Regions from separate parts of the Mus musculus genome. Here regions 1 and 3 are each linked to region 2. Evidence: chromatin contacts called from public HiCAR-type and promoter capture Hi-C data. All regions are on one chromosome and are shown on one strand. The core of a region is the stretch at or near the end of the contact, and the rest is flanking DNA. Distances in the headings are between cores, read along the strand shown. Region 1 holds the start of Syne2 (spectrin repeat containing, nuclear envelope 2). Region 2 holds the start of Fntb (farnesyltransferase, CAAX box, beta). Region 3 holds the start of Gphn (gephyrin).

The links. Promoter capture Hi-C pulls out the DNA fragments that hold promoters and counts their contacts. HiCAR-type assays count read pairs that join an accessible place to other places.
Region 1: a contact with region 2 is called in a promoter capture Hi-C map of pre-B cells, with 8 times the contacts expected there. The contact joins the promoter of Syne2 here to the promoter of Fntb in region 2.
Region 3: a contact with region 2 is called in a HiCAR-type map of astrocytes, with 3 times the contacts expected there. The contact joins the promoter of Gphn here to the promoter of Fntb in region 2. A contact is called at or near these places in 2 of 39 promoter capture datasets (hippocampal neurons and pre-B cells), 1 of 484 Hi-C or Micro-C datasets (cerebral cortex) and 3 of 115 datasets of contacts at active chromatin or transcription factors (astrocytes, extraembryonic endoderm stem cells and large pre-B cells).

The regions. Positions count from the first base shown.
Region 1 is chr12:75,816,085-75,820,861 of GRCm38.p6, forward strand. Syne2 (spectrin repeat containing, nuclear envelope 2) reads left to right here and starts at 2,234. Exons shown (of 116, transcript NM_001005510.2): 1 at 2,234-2,394. It overlaps Gm40447 (collagen alpha-1(II) chain-like), which reads right to left and starts at 3,544. Exons shown (of 7, transcript XM_011244246.1): 1 at 3,413-3,544; 2 at 1,825-3,267. The coding sequence starts at 3,544. The coding sequence ends at 1,999.
Region 2 is chr12:76,834,628-76,839,517 of GRCm38.p6, forward strand. Fntb (farnesyltransferase, CAAX box, beta) reads left to right here and starts at 2,840. Exons shown (of 12, transcript NM_145927.2): 1 at 2,840-3,024. The coding sequence starts at 2,881.
Region 3 is chr12:78,223,389-78,227,977 of GRCm38.p6, forward strand. It overlaps Gphn (gephyrin), which reads left to right and starts at 3,267. Exons shown (of 23, transcript NM_145965.2): 1 at 3,267-3,453. The coding sequence starts at 3,390.

The sequences.
Region 1 (4,777 bases), core at 984-3,483, 1.0 Mb before region 2:
GCTATTAATTTCACATCCAAATTGGTATGCCAAGAGAAACCACGGGTAATTAGAAGGATCTAATTGGAAATACTGTAGAACATTCTGAAACATTACATTCCAGGCTCTCGACTGCTGTAGCAGGATTTGGGCCAGCCATCCTCTCACTCTAGGGGCGCAGAGCATGGATGCCTAGAAAGGAGCAGTAATCAGGAAATTATTTCTCACAGTTTCTCCTGACATGGCTGCCATGATGATCTGTAACATTTGCTGTGAAGAAAGCAACAAATACAGAATGACCAGAGAGCAATTAGAGGCTATGCTTTGTAGGTGGTTCTATAAATCCTGAAGCCAAACCCCGAAGTCTTCTAGACACTGGCTCTGTGATTTCAGAGAAAGTGACTCTGTGATTAAAAAGGAAAGACTCTTCTTGTTTTATGGAACATTGTTGTATCCATATATAGAGAGACACATATATGCATATATGTGTATATATGTATATGTAATATATATATATATATATATATATATATATATATATATATATATATATTCCTGACTGCAATTTCCCCTCCCCTCCTCCCTTCTCCTCCCAGTCCCTCCCCCATCTCCCCTCTGCCTGTAACTATTCCTCTGTGTTTCTCTTAAAAAAGGTCAGGGTTTCCTTGGATACCAACCAAACATGGCATATCAAGTTGCAATAAGACTAGGCACCTCCACTTGTATTAAGGCTGAATGAGACAACCCAGTAGGAGAAAAAGTGTCCCAAAAGCAGGCAAAAGAGTCAGAGTCAGCTCCTGCTCCAACTGTTAGGACTCTGACAAGCAGATCACGCTGCAAACTATAAATACATATATATATTCTACAGCATATAATTCATATATAATATGTGATAAATAATATAATTCTATATATTTATTTTGAAATATATATATTTGAAAAAATATTTTTTGAGAAAGTCTTTTGTACCCCATCGTGGTCTCAGACTTGCTATGTGGCTGAGGCAAGCCTTGATTTCCCAATCCTCCTGTCCCCACCTCCTGAGTGTTGGATTACAAGTGGGCACCATCACTTCATGTTTATATGAAGTGCTGAGGATCAAAGCTAGGCAAGCAGGCTACCCACTGAACCACACCTCGAGCTCCGCCCACCAAGCCATTACGGGATGCATAGCAAATAGTCTAAGAACTTGGAAGGTCAGAGTGAACCTAGAATACAAGAAATGCCATGCAGATATAGTACGGCGAAAAAAGACAATAAAGCATGTATTTTCACAGTTTACTTGTGTCACCTCAATACTCGCAGAGAGGAGAGTGTGGATAGAATTAAAACCTACGTTTCCCGGAAACATGGATTAGCTGAACCCACTGTCGTCAAACTTTTAATCTTCGACCCTTACCATTTAATTTGGGCCATCAGTAGCGCACTAAGCAATCCAGATAAGATTCTGCAGCTACACAATATGCATGAGGCGGGACTTGCATGAAGTTAAATTTGATTGCGATAGAAACTCAGGCCACTGCCTCTTTGTGATTTAACAGTGAAGTGATGCGTTGGTGTCTGACTTCAAGAGTCTTAATACTATAACAGCGACTCGAAACGCGAGTGGGAGTCAGGTGATGTCATCCTGAGTTCACAGGATTGAGTAATTTGCTGGAAAATCCAACTGACACCTACAGGACAGATTCCCAGGGACCCACTTTCTCCTGAATGTCGTTGTTTGAGGCGGCTCTCCTCAGCCCATCCTGCAGGCTGGCACGCGCGGGGCGGGGGGGGGGGGGACAGGGAAATAGGGTGGGGGGTGTCACTTATCTGCATTGTTAAATAAGCACCTCCTTATCTTACCTCCGTAGGTGAGGTCGAGGTCTGGGCTTCCTGACACTCTTAAGAAGCCGATGAAAAGTCCATGTTTCTCTAAGGCTCCACCTGGGTTCAAGGACCGGATCGCGGTCGGCTCGCTGATTTGTAGATCTAGGCATCCACCCACCGTGAAGAAGTGAAACCCGCCTGAAAAGTGTTCTAGGAGAGTCGGCCTCCCCTTTGTCTCCAGCTGCGGGTAGGCACGGAGGCGGAGGCTCGTGAACCTGCGTTCGGAGTTAGTTCCTCACTCCCGCCACCTGCAAGGGTCTGTAAGGCGGAGGGAAAGTTGCGGTGGCCGCAGGGAGGCGGCTCCGCCCCCAGTGCGCTGCTCCGGGCGGCGGCGAGCGCGGGACTGGGCGGGCCGGGAGGGCGCGGGGCGTGGTCTGTAGCCTCCAGTCCAGAGCGGAGCGCGCTCGGCTGCGCCGCAAGCCTTCGGCCGCACGGAAGAGCGAGCGGGAGAGCGATCGAGGGGCGCCATCGAGGCAGCGAGGCGAGGGGGGCGCGGAGTAGGTCGGGTCGAACTCCGGCCCTCGCCTCCCGGCCGGGCAGACAACGGTGAGCGCAGCCGCGGGGGGCTCCGCGCCCTAAAGCGCCCTGCGAGAGCGGGAGGGCGGGGAAGAGGCGGGCACGAGCCCTGCGGAGTCCCCAGAGCCCAGCGGGGAGCCCGGGGGGCCCACGGGAGTCTCTGGATGCCCGGCTCCCAGCTGGGCCGTGGGAAACTTCACCCGGGAGGGGACAGCGGGGCGCGCGGGGCGCTGTAAACTTAGCGGCGGGCGGGGCACCCTGGGGATCGCGGCGAGCGCCAGCGATTGGCGTTGGTGTCCCGGGCTTCTTTGTGTCACCTCCGGGCCCGGCCCGCGGGTGCACCCAGCTCGGCCCCGGGACTCCCCACTGTCCCCCTATCCCGGTCCAGGCGGGCGCGCTCGGCTGATTGTTTGCATTCCTCGCGTCACGCCTGGGCGGGAAAGATTTCGAACCGGGTGTTAGAACACTGAAGCCGCGGCGCAGAGATTGCAAAACCACGGGCGGCGGGAGGCTAGCCCCGGGGACCGGAGAACCTGCAGCCGGGGCGCACACTGTGGACAGGACGCGGGACCCTTGCGTTGGAAGAGAAGAGGCGGGCGCGGCGGCCCTGAGTCTCGGCGGGCGGAGAGGGGGCGCTGGGACCGCGGGGATTATAATTCCATTTTGATCGCTTGCGGTCTTTGTTGTCTGTACAATTGCCTTTAGGGTCTGACGGTAGCACCTGGTCCTCCTTACGGTCTCTCTCTTGAGGTCTGAAAAGATGCCCAGTGTGGGAGGGGGCCCGTGGATTGCATCCAGGGCTGCTGGCCACAGGAGCCGCTGCCTGAGATGGAGGTGGAGAAGTCCAGTGTAACACTTGCCTTTGTGGACGCGCCTTATTTCCGAAAGTTGTTTTCCCCTCCCCTAGTGGAAGGGAGCGTCGGGACGGAGTGGCAGCAGGCGCGGTTGTGCACAGGCACCATGTAGTAGCTCGAGGCAAACCGGGGAGGCTCTCAGTAACCGTGGGACTTAACAAATGTTTGAAAAGTTTTATTTGAAGCAACTCCACCTGCTTCCCTAAAAGTTTCCATCCCCCAAAGCTCTTGCTGGAGGTAATTCTGTGGCTGAGCTCGAATGTTCGGGTGGGGGCACAGTTAAGCAGACCTGGCCTCCTCGCAGCTCCCGTTCCAGTAAACGCCATCATGGGAGAAGGAGCATTCGGTTTTTATGGCCTAGGATTTTTGACGTGTTTACACGCTTCAACGCATGACTGGGGCTCCAGTTTTCTTTCTGGAAAATTCTCAAGACTTCCAAAGGCTTTCCCTGCGGTGGCTACTGTGTGGCCTCTGTCCTGCCTGTCAGCTGCCTCCTCCTCTGCAACACCCCCCCCCCCACACACACACACTCGGGGTGGTGGGAACAGGTGTAATACACATAAAGTTTTATTAGTGAAGACGCTGGCGAAGATAAAAATGAGTAAACCTTGGAAGGGTTTTGGTCTTTGCCTACCTAGTTGAGTTAAAAAGCTTCTTCCATTTGGTTTTGTTTGGATACAGGGTCTCTGGTAATCAAGGATAGCCTTGAATTTGTTACATAATTGAACCTGGCTTTGAGCTCCTTATTCCAGCCCAGGTGCTGGAATTACAACTTTCAGCCACCAGTTCATGATTTAACAGCTTCTATTTGAATGTTTAAAAATCCCAAATTAAACCACTTTGGATCAACTTATCTGATACAGTAAGAGTCTCTCTCTTTAAAAAAAAAGAGTAAGTTTACCCACTTAGAAATGTTATTAGCGTTTCAATGGACTCGGGCTAATGGTGTTGCTGGATACTGCCTGTGTTTACAGGGCTGAGTCACAGGGGGTTGAGTCTTGTGTGCCCTCAGTAGCACCAGTGAAAGTTTACTGGAGGATTCAAAGCAGAATAGGTCCCATTCTAGCAACTGCCAGGGACGAAAAGCTACTTATCATTTATTGGCTGTGACTCATCATGTGTCTAAGTAGCGATTTCCAGTAATTTCACAAACATTCATATCTGCCAATAGGCTCTTGCAATGTGCCAACCACTGGGCTGGACACTGGGAGACCCAAATAATACAAGTGGTCATTCGTGAGGTGCTTATTGTGAATGTACGTATAGCCTGTGGTTATCTTGCTCATCCGTAAGTATTTATTGAGTATGCAGGTTGCATTGTGCTAGAGGTGAGGGCATTGGGGAGACTATAGAGTGCTAGGTGTGGGGACTCTAGAGTGGACAAGGCAGCTGGGGTCACTTCCTTTATATACTGGAGAAAGTAGGTGGAAAATAAAATACATTATCAAACTAACAGCTCGCTTTGTACTTTATTTGCTTATCTACTAAGGATTAAACTCGTGACTTCATTTACGTTCTCCCAGTGAGATATACCCCAGCCCCTTTCTATTTCATTTTGA
Region 2 (4,890 bases), core at 1,590-4,089:
CAGGGCTATACAGAGAAACCCTGTCTCGAAAAACCAAAAAAAAAAAAAAAAAAAAAAGTAAGAAAATTAAAAAGATGGACATATGATAGTGTATACCCATATGAAGCCTCCAGCACTGAGTCTCCATCTCACACTTGGAATCTGAGTACTGTTTGCCTCAGAAGGGAGAGATGACCAATTGTGTAATTCTATATAGGTATGATCTTAGACATGTGACTTGGGGTTGAATAGGAGAGTATTAAAATGTTCTGAGCAGGGAGTAGAGTACATGTGCCTTGTATGTGTTGTAGAGATCAAACTCAACCTTGCACACACTAGGTACTTCCACTGAGCTATACTACCAGCCCCGGGACATTTATTGTCTTTCCCCACAACCCCTCATCTTAAATAATTGAACCTTTTATCCTGATGGGGTTGTTTTTTTCCTTTCTCATGTGCACGTGGTGTGCATAGGTATGCATGGCTTTGTATGTTTGTGGGCACATGTTTGTATGTGCACGTGAAGGTCTGGGGTTGATGCTAGGAATCAGCCTTACCTGCTCTTCAACCTTAATCATTCCGGCAGGGTCTCTTAGGTAAACCCAGAACTCACTCACCCAGCTGTTCAGCTTGTTCTGGGTGCTCTCTGCCTTGGCCTTCTGAGGCTGGAGTTACAGACAGATAACACACCCACCCACCACTTATGTGGCTTCTTGGATCTGAACCCTGGTCCTCAAGCTTGTCCAACAAGTTGTATTGAACCACCCTCCTGCTCCTGGTTTAGTTCTGTTGATGTAAATCCTGGAAAAAATCCTTGTTTATTGCTGTCCAAATGTGGTAGGTTTTTCCTAAAGATTGAAGTGTGTGTGTGTGTATGTGTGTGTGTGTGTGTGTGTGTGTGTGTGTGTGCGTGCGCGCGCGCCTGAGTGTGTATATGTACCATGTGTGTGTGAAAGTCTGCAGAGACTAGGAGAGGGTGTTTAAAAGCCTAGAACTGGAGTTAAAAGAGTTACAGGTAGTTGTGAAATGTCACATGGGTTCTGGGAACCCAACCCAGGTCCTCTGCAAGAGCATCAAATATTCTTTACCAATGAGCCGTCTCTCCAGCCCCATAAAGATTTCAATTACACCTGTGTGTCTGTGTGTGGTTAGATGCACATGAGTACAGATGTACTTTAGAGGTCAAAAGAGGGCATTGGATCCCTGGAGCTGGAGATGAAGGCAGATGTGAGTGGCCAGTTAGGGTGATGGGAAATAAAAAGGTCCTCTGTAAGAGCAACAAGTGTTCTTCACCACTAAGCTGTCTCTCCAGCCTCACAGGGCTTTCCTAAAATCACCACTCTAACATTGTATTTGTGAGGTATATAAGGATATACTCATTCAAGGGTTATCAGAATTAACCGAAGCATGCACAAGTATATTTATGGCATGTTCCTTCAAATGCCGTTCTGTCTTCTTGCTGTCCTTCATTGTTTTGTTATAGATGGCTACTACTTTGGTTTTCAGCTTAAGAGACCTAAAGAAAGAAGGGTCTGGCTCAGCCACCAAATTTAATTAGAACTCAGTTTCTTCTGTCAGTTTCAAAGACATTTTTATTTTCTTTCCTTTCTAATTTCGAAAAATTTCATTCTGTGTGTGAGCCTGTATTTACTGTGCCTTCTCTTTTCTTTAAAGTTCTAGTTTGTTTCCTTTTTTTGTTTAATTGTTTCTGAAGAGAGAGAGAGAGAGAGAGAGAGAGAGAGAGAGAGAGAGAGAGAGAAGATGTGGAGTTGGGTGGATGGGGAAATTGGGAGGATTTGGGTGAGGGAAACTGTGATTTGAATATATTGCATGAAAAAATCATTTTCAAATATATACGTATGTATATATATATGAAACAGTAACATTAAAAACGTGTATGGGTATTTTGCCTGCATGTGCACATGTGCATTACTTGTGTGTATGTTGTCTGTGGAGGCCAGAAAAGGGCGTCAGATCCTCTGGACCTGGAGTTATGGGTGGCTGTAAGTCTCCAGGTGGCTGCTTGGAATCCTGTGGCGCTGCAGCCCCTGCTGAGCCACCCGTCCAGGCCTGACTCTATTATTATTTTCTGTCATACCATAATTGGAAGCTGTCAAATATTTATGTTCACTTATTTAATTCTGCCTATTCCTCAAAAATGAAATTCAGATGTAATCTAAGGAAAAGGGCATTGTAATTTTGTTCACTTCTGCATTCCTGGGCTCTGGCACGGAACAAGTAGCAGGAGCTCCATGAATATTTGTTGATATTTCTTTGGATGATGCATTTACACTCATTTCTTCTATGGTATTTTAGTTTCTTTTAGTTTCTGCCATTGCACTGTAACCTCCAAAGGAGAAAATTACAGTACTACATTTCTCTATCTCTGAGTATTGAGACCTGCAATTCTGCTAATGCACAGAAAAGCTGAGGCTTCTCCTAAGAGGCTGTCAAGGACCCAAAGGTGCATGGTAATTCTATTAGTTAATAGCGTGACTGAGGTACTCAAGAGAGATGTCAGAAATGCTTTTTTTTTTTTTTTTTTTTTTTAGGTTACATTCTTAGGGTTCTTGAACAGCTGAAATCGCAAGCTACTGCATTACAATTAGGCGAGAGCGAAACGTTGACGTTTTCTTTTTTATTATTTGCATAACGAACCGAGGCATCCTAGATCTCCTTTCTCCAGAAAGCTGATCTCCTGCAGCAGCTCATCTGTCCGACGGGGGGCGGCAGTATCCCAGTAACTCACTTCTTGAAGATGTGTAGGTGGGAGGAGAGATTCGCGTTCAAAATCTTTTTGACTCTACGGACTTTCCGTAGCGCCTTAGCCCGCTCGAGTTTCAATGCGCGTTGTTGCTGGATGAAGCTGAGTCCTATACAGCGCTCGCAGCTCTCCCGATCATGGCTTCTTCGAGTTCCTTCACCTATTATTGTCCTCCATCTTCCTCCCCTGTTTGGTCAGAACCGCTGTATAGTCTGAGACCTGAGCACGTGCGGGAGCGGTTGCAAGACGACTCAGTGGAAACAGTCACATCCATAGAACAGGTGAGGTGGCAGGACTGGGCGAGGCGCCCGCGCGGGGCCTTCTGGGAGTAGGAGTCCCTTTTGTAAGCCCGTCTCGGGGCAAAACTCTCCATGGAACTACAACTCCCGTAGTGCACTGCGCCCCCGCCCCCGAGCTCTAGGCGCCCAGACTGGGGCTTCCGAGTGGAGCGTTTTCGGGGCTTACTTGGGTAGGAGAGGGTTGTTGTCAGGGCTGGGTTTGGAGAACAGGACAGTACCCCTGATCTCTCTGCTTCGGACGTTGTAAAGGATCTTGTTTCGTGTCTGGAGTCCACAGCAGCCTGGGCGGACCAGGTAGTCCGCTCCGTTCTGTTTAGATGTCTTGAGGTTCTAGGACCGACCGCTCACTTTTCTTCACATGTTCGCAGTTTCCGGACATCTAGGGGATCGAACGGCCGGACTGTGGTCATGTCATCCCTAAATCGATTTAATTTCTGACCTATTGGGTCAGGTTGAGGCCTACCTCGTGGTGGGTAACCATTTGAGCACTTGCTGTTGAACGCTGGAAATACAGAAAAAGATAACAGCCCCTAGGCAAGAGCCTGGTTGGGCAAGACAGACTGGAAAACTGTATAGTTCGGAAAGCACAAAAAAGTATGGAGTTTGAACTGCTTGTGATTCACTAAGGCCTAGAGTGTACCAGACATGCCATTTTGAAAAGTGTTTTAAGGTGTGAGTAGTGAGTTGATAGCTTACATTTTTCTCACTCTCCATTTGGAATTGTTCCCAAATCGGTTGTTGTAGAGCTGTTTACCCATCTGTTACTAGAAGTGGTCAGGATGAGTCCTGTCGCTAAGGAATAGGCATTCAGCCACTTACTAAAATAAGATCTTACTAAGATCACTACTCAGGCTTAACTGTGGAGGGACCGGCTTCATCTTATCTTAAAGCTGTGAGCCTCTATTTAGGCAAAACTAGCAGCAAATAATGACTGTATAAAAATTTCAGTTTTTATGTGTGCGAATGTGTGTATGGCATGTGTTTGTACGTGTTGATACCAGGACACACAATATGTGGGTTCGGAAGATCCAACTGAAGTTGGCAGGCTTGCATAGGAAGCACCTCTACCCACTGAGCCATCTCTCTTGCCCTAAAGATTCATAACAGAACAAGGGATTGGACACATGGTTATTCACCTAGTAGCAGAGGGACTGTTTTAATCTTTGAGTCAATGCCTTGTGGGCTTTAGGGTAATAAAGGGAACTTTTTGGCTTCAGCTCTCTAACCTAGTTAACTGTGTCCCACAGAAGACTTTTATAAAACATTGCAAAGAAATCTTTCATCAGTGACAAAATCTTCAGAATCTTTGCAGGGTTTGGAGCAATTTGGGGTTTTTTGGTCTGTTTGTTTTTTCGAGCTAGGGTTTCTCTGTGTAGCATTGGCTGCCTGGAACTACTCCGTAGACCAGGCTGGCCTCGAACTCATAGAGATCTGACTGCCTCTGCCTCTCAAGTTCTGGGCTAGAACATGTGCCTCTACTACTTGGGTAGAGCGGTGTTTCTGTAGTTGATAAGACAACTACAAGCCTTTTCTTTTGAAGTTACAGGGTTAAACAGGACACACACACGTACACCATTTATATCTTTAACTGATCTGACTTAGAATAGCGGTTCTCAACCTTCCTAAAGCTGTGACCCTTACTATAGTTCTATAGTTCCACATGTTGTGGCCACTCCAACCATAAAGCTGTTTTAAAAAGCTTCACAACTGTAATCTTGCTACTGTTATGAATCATAATGTAAATAGCTTGTGTTTTCCAATAGTCTTAAGGCGACCCCTGTGACAGGGTGGTCATGACCCACAGGTTGAGAAACGCTGACTTAGCAGATAAGGGTATACAGGATGCTA
Region 3 (4,589 bases), core at 2,017-4,516, 1.4 Mb after region 2:
AATTATTGGCTAAAATCAAAGCTTCACTTTCTACCCAACTTCTTACTTGCAGTAAAATACATACAATGTCCACCATTTTATCCACTGAAAAGTACACTATTTGGTGGTATTAAGTATATTTGAAAGGGTACTTAAACACATCCTTAATGGAGTGGGTTTTAGTTCTGGACATTAGCCAGTCAGACCTGTGAACTAAGCCTTAGTGGTATAATCCATTCTGAAAGTGTCTAGAGCTGAGTATTTTCTTGCCCCAGCAAAGCCCAGTAAGATTTTGTCTTATTTATATTAAAATTCTGATAAAGGAAAAGCAGAAGTTAGTAAAGTGTAAATACACTACCTGTAGAAAAAAATCTTAAATTTGATTTTTTCTGATGAACATATTTCACCTTCATAATGAAACTATGTTTACCTTTTATTTTGTTTTAGATGGTAAACTTTTATTTTTAATTATTAAATCCAAATAAACACAATAAACTCCTGGCCAACTCCAATTCGTCACAAATAAACAAAACTTTTTCCTCTAAGATAAAGTGCTAATGTTTGAAACTGCTACTTTACTTCTAGTATCCAGAAAAGTTTCCTTGATACTCAATTTTAGAATGACTTTTGAGATTTTTCTATAGTGTAATAGTGCCATATACTGTAATATGGCAATTCCACTATTGATTCTAAAACTCCCAATGTATACTAGAAATTTTACAGTCTCAAATCTTATATAGACTTTCCTTATTAGTTCTCACTGTACTCATTAGTAACACCAGAGAGCTCTTTTACTTTTTCACTGTTGGGCGAATTTTACAGCTTCTCTTTGGCATAGCTGAATTGCTACTACTAAGCACTTGGTACTGGGACAACTGCCCTGATGACCAAGATAATGTTCAGTGACTAAGGGATGGCTGCTTCGGTTCGGTGTGCTGAACAGGGGAATGATTCTCAGTGCAGGCAGGACCAAATGGGATTACATGTGATTGTATTACACTAAGAATGGTGTGCATGCAAAACTTTGGAATGATTTACCTTGAGGAACTTTAACTTTCTTTATCCTTCAGAATACCACATGTATACAATGGAATATTATCATATATATACTTTCTAACTTGAAGTTTCTATTTAATATTTTTGGACCATGGATAATATGGAAATGGAAGTCACAGAAAGGAAAATTGTGGGAACTGGGGACAGTAAAGTTTTTCTTGTATACATTTTAATTGTTATAGCTTATGGAATCTGGGAGAGGAATATATGTATTGAATAACTGGAAAACAAGCATCTACAACTGACTAATAATTTCATTATTTTTCAGTAATCTTAGTACTAATATTTAGTAAAATGTAGTAATCCATGAAATCTTAAGACTTCATAGTCCCCCTACACAACTACCTTTTAATGAATTAATCAGAGACTTAGTTCAGTGGTAGAATTCTTGCTTAGTGTGTGTGAGGCTCAAAGTTCACGCCACAGTACAGAAAAGAAAATGAATTTCACCATTACTACTATTATAGATGCAGAAAGTCCTGTGTTCTGTTATTGATTTGTGAAAGTGCTAGTTATTTTCCCATAAAAAATTATAAACTATTCTAAGTTGGAGGGCATGCCCATTTAATCTATTAACCTTTAAAGTTTGAAGGAACCTGTTAGTGGGCAGGTTTAGAAGTTCTAAATACTAAGAAACTTTCCCAATCATATAGAATTTGCATGTACCACATAGACTATAATAGACTTGAAAGCTTATGATGTAATCAACAATTTTTATTTCATCTTTAGTTTGAGATAAGTGACACATTTGGGCATACTTTCTCAGCAATCTCCCTCTTTTTGAGACCAGTTAGAACTTGTTTTGCCACTAGGATCTTTGGTAGTAATTATGGGAGGTGAGTTCATGATCTGGCTTACAAATTTAATCCACTGCCAGAAATACTAGTATACATATCTTCAAAAACGAATTATTTTATCCTTTCTCAACTCCACCCATCATTTCCTTTGTCCTCTTATATAAAGGCACAATGTGAATCTTTAGTGAATAGAATGAGTAATGCTATGTTCTTACTGGAACAATACAAACCGCACATAACCATATAATTGAGATTTTAGACTAAGAGCAGATTATTAAACAGTTTTGATACTTTTTTTGTTGTTGTTTTGCTTTTAGGTTTTACTATGGTGAACAAATGAGAAAACATACACACACTTAAGCCAGAAAAGGATATTTAGCAAACCTACACAAAATAGAGGTGGCTAATAACACTTTATGAAAGACACAGAACTAAATGACCACATTTTCAGAGTAATTCCATATTCCAGAAACACTGAAACTTAAATGTCACAGCATCTAGGGGACGACAGAGAGAGAGAGAGAGAGAGAGAGAGAGAGAGAGAGAGAGAGAGAGAGAGGAATCTCCACTCCACGTGCCCTGCTGCAGACACATAAGCTCCGTCTACGACGTCTGTGGTAGGCTGTCACCGAGCGGGGCCAAAGCGAAGTCAGAGGGAGCATTGACTGCAGGTCACAGCTGGGGCGGCACAGGGTAACCTATCTCTGCCCGAGAGGGGACTCTCGTCACAGCGGCCACCGTTCTGCCACCCATGCCGCTTCCTTAAGCCACCTCTAGGTTCTCCGGTGCCTTCAGAGGAGGTGAGCCCACCTCGCTGCCGCACCTGGTCCGGAGTGGCTCCATCGCGGGCAGAGCCGGCCGGCCTGAGGCGGCGGAAAACTGACGAGGCTGCCGGCTCGGCGGGGGATTGCTTCTGTCTGGGGCCCGCCGAGGCTGCGTTCGTGCCTCGCGCGCACCCGCACCGCGTCCGCCCAGCCAATCCCGCGCTACTCGCGCGCCCAGGAACGTTCCTTGGGTCCCACTCTAGGCTGGGCCGGCTCCTTCCCGCTCCCGGCACTCCGCAGCCAAGCTCGCACTCCTCCCCTCACTCTCCACGAGTTGCACGCCTCGGGGTGTAGCTCCGCCCCTGTCCCCGAGTCCGCCCCCGCAACCTCCAGAGCGTGTGCTCCCTTTTCCCCCTCTCAGTCTCTTGCCATCCAGGCGTCTTGGGTCTCACTCCGCAGAGCCTCTGGGTCTCGCCGGCCTTGCCCCGCCGCCTCCGCGCTCTGTCTTCCGCGAGGCCGCCGCTACTCCCACCCCGGGATCGCTTCCTCCCGGCCGGACTCGGGGTCGCGCGGCCCGACTCCGCCCCCTCCGCGGACCCGCGCGCTCCTGGCGCGGCCTCTCCCCCCCACCCCACGCAGGCCACCGGGCGCTCGGCCCCCTCCTTCCCGCTCGCCTCGCGCTCCCCGGGCGCCCTCGCTCTCGCGCTCTCCAAGGCAAGCGCGCTCCCGGCCGGCGCGCTCCGGGCTCCGGCTTCTCCTGGCTCCTGTCAGTGCGGTGACTGCGCTGGGAAACATGGCGACCGAGGGAATGATCCTCACCAACCACGACCATCAAATCCGTGTCGGAGTCCTCACAGGTAACGGGGGGAGGAGGTCCGGGGGAGCCGCAACGGCTACTATCCGCGACTTGCTGGAGGTTTCTCGCCCGCGGTGGTGCTTCCCTGCGGCCTCGGGAAGAGGGCAGGCTGAGGAGGGGGACCGGGGGGTGTATTTTACAACCGCTGAGAGCTGCTGAGGATTCGGGTGTTCCCGTGTGCTCCCCGGGGGAGCTGGGGCAGGCACGGTGGGGTGTCAGGCCCCGGAGCCCTAGCAGCCAAAGTCTCTGGCCCCCGGGGACCGAGGGGCCGGTGCGGCGGGCGCTGCGGGGCTCCGCGCTGCCGGTGCGGGCGGCGGGATTCCTGCTCCGCAGTCTGAAGCACGCTGCTCGGGGTTGGCCGGGCGCCTCCTCCACTAAAGCTCTTCCGAGAGGGGGGAATCCCATCTCCACCCCCTTTTCTCCCCTCCCCCCCCACCCGGCGGCCCCATGGCACCTGCCTGACAGGACTCGGGGTTCGGCAGGCGAACTCTGCTCCGCCTCTGCTGCCCCTTCGCCGGCCGGCTGTCCCCTCTGCAGACGACGGGACACTCCTCACCTCCCCCGGGAGCCGGGTGCTAGGCTCTAGTCCGGACCCCGGAAAGTGCCTTCCTTCTGCCTTTCCTAGCACAGGGCCCTCCCTCTCTGTCTGCCTCTTCTCCTCCGCGAGGACCGGCTGCTTCCCGTGGCCGGGAGAGCCAGCCTTTTTTTTTTTTTTTTTTCCCTTGAGAAGGAAGGATTTCCCTCTGTCGGGTTCTTTTCTCCCCCTCCCTTTTGGGACACCCCCCCCCTCCCATTCTCACTCCCCGGTGGATGGTCCTGAGGCTGGTGAGGAGCGCACTTTTCCCGGGTCGCGTTTCCCTCCCTCGCGGAAGTCGTGTGTGCTCTGCATGTCTGATTCCGTTGCGTTGTATTTGGGTGATATCCCTGAGTTTGGAGATAGACAGTTGCTGCAGGGCACGACTTCCAAGATGAATTGCAAACCTATTTGTAGGGGTTTCGGCTGAGGTTCTGTAGTTGGCATGGTTCAAGTGTAATTGAACGGAGAAGCGGGGGTTAAAGAATTTATATTTGGAGTCTGAGGCTTACTGTGGAGTAAAGGAAATCCAAGACTTAGTGATGTGGTTTCAGAAAAAGAAG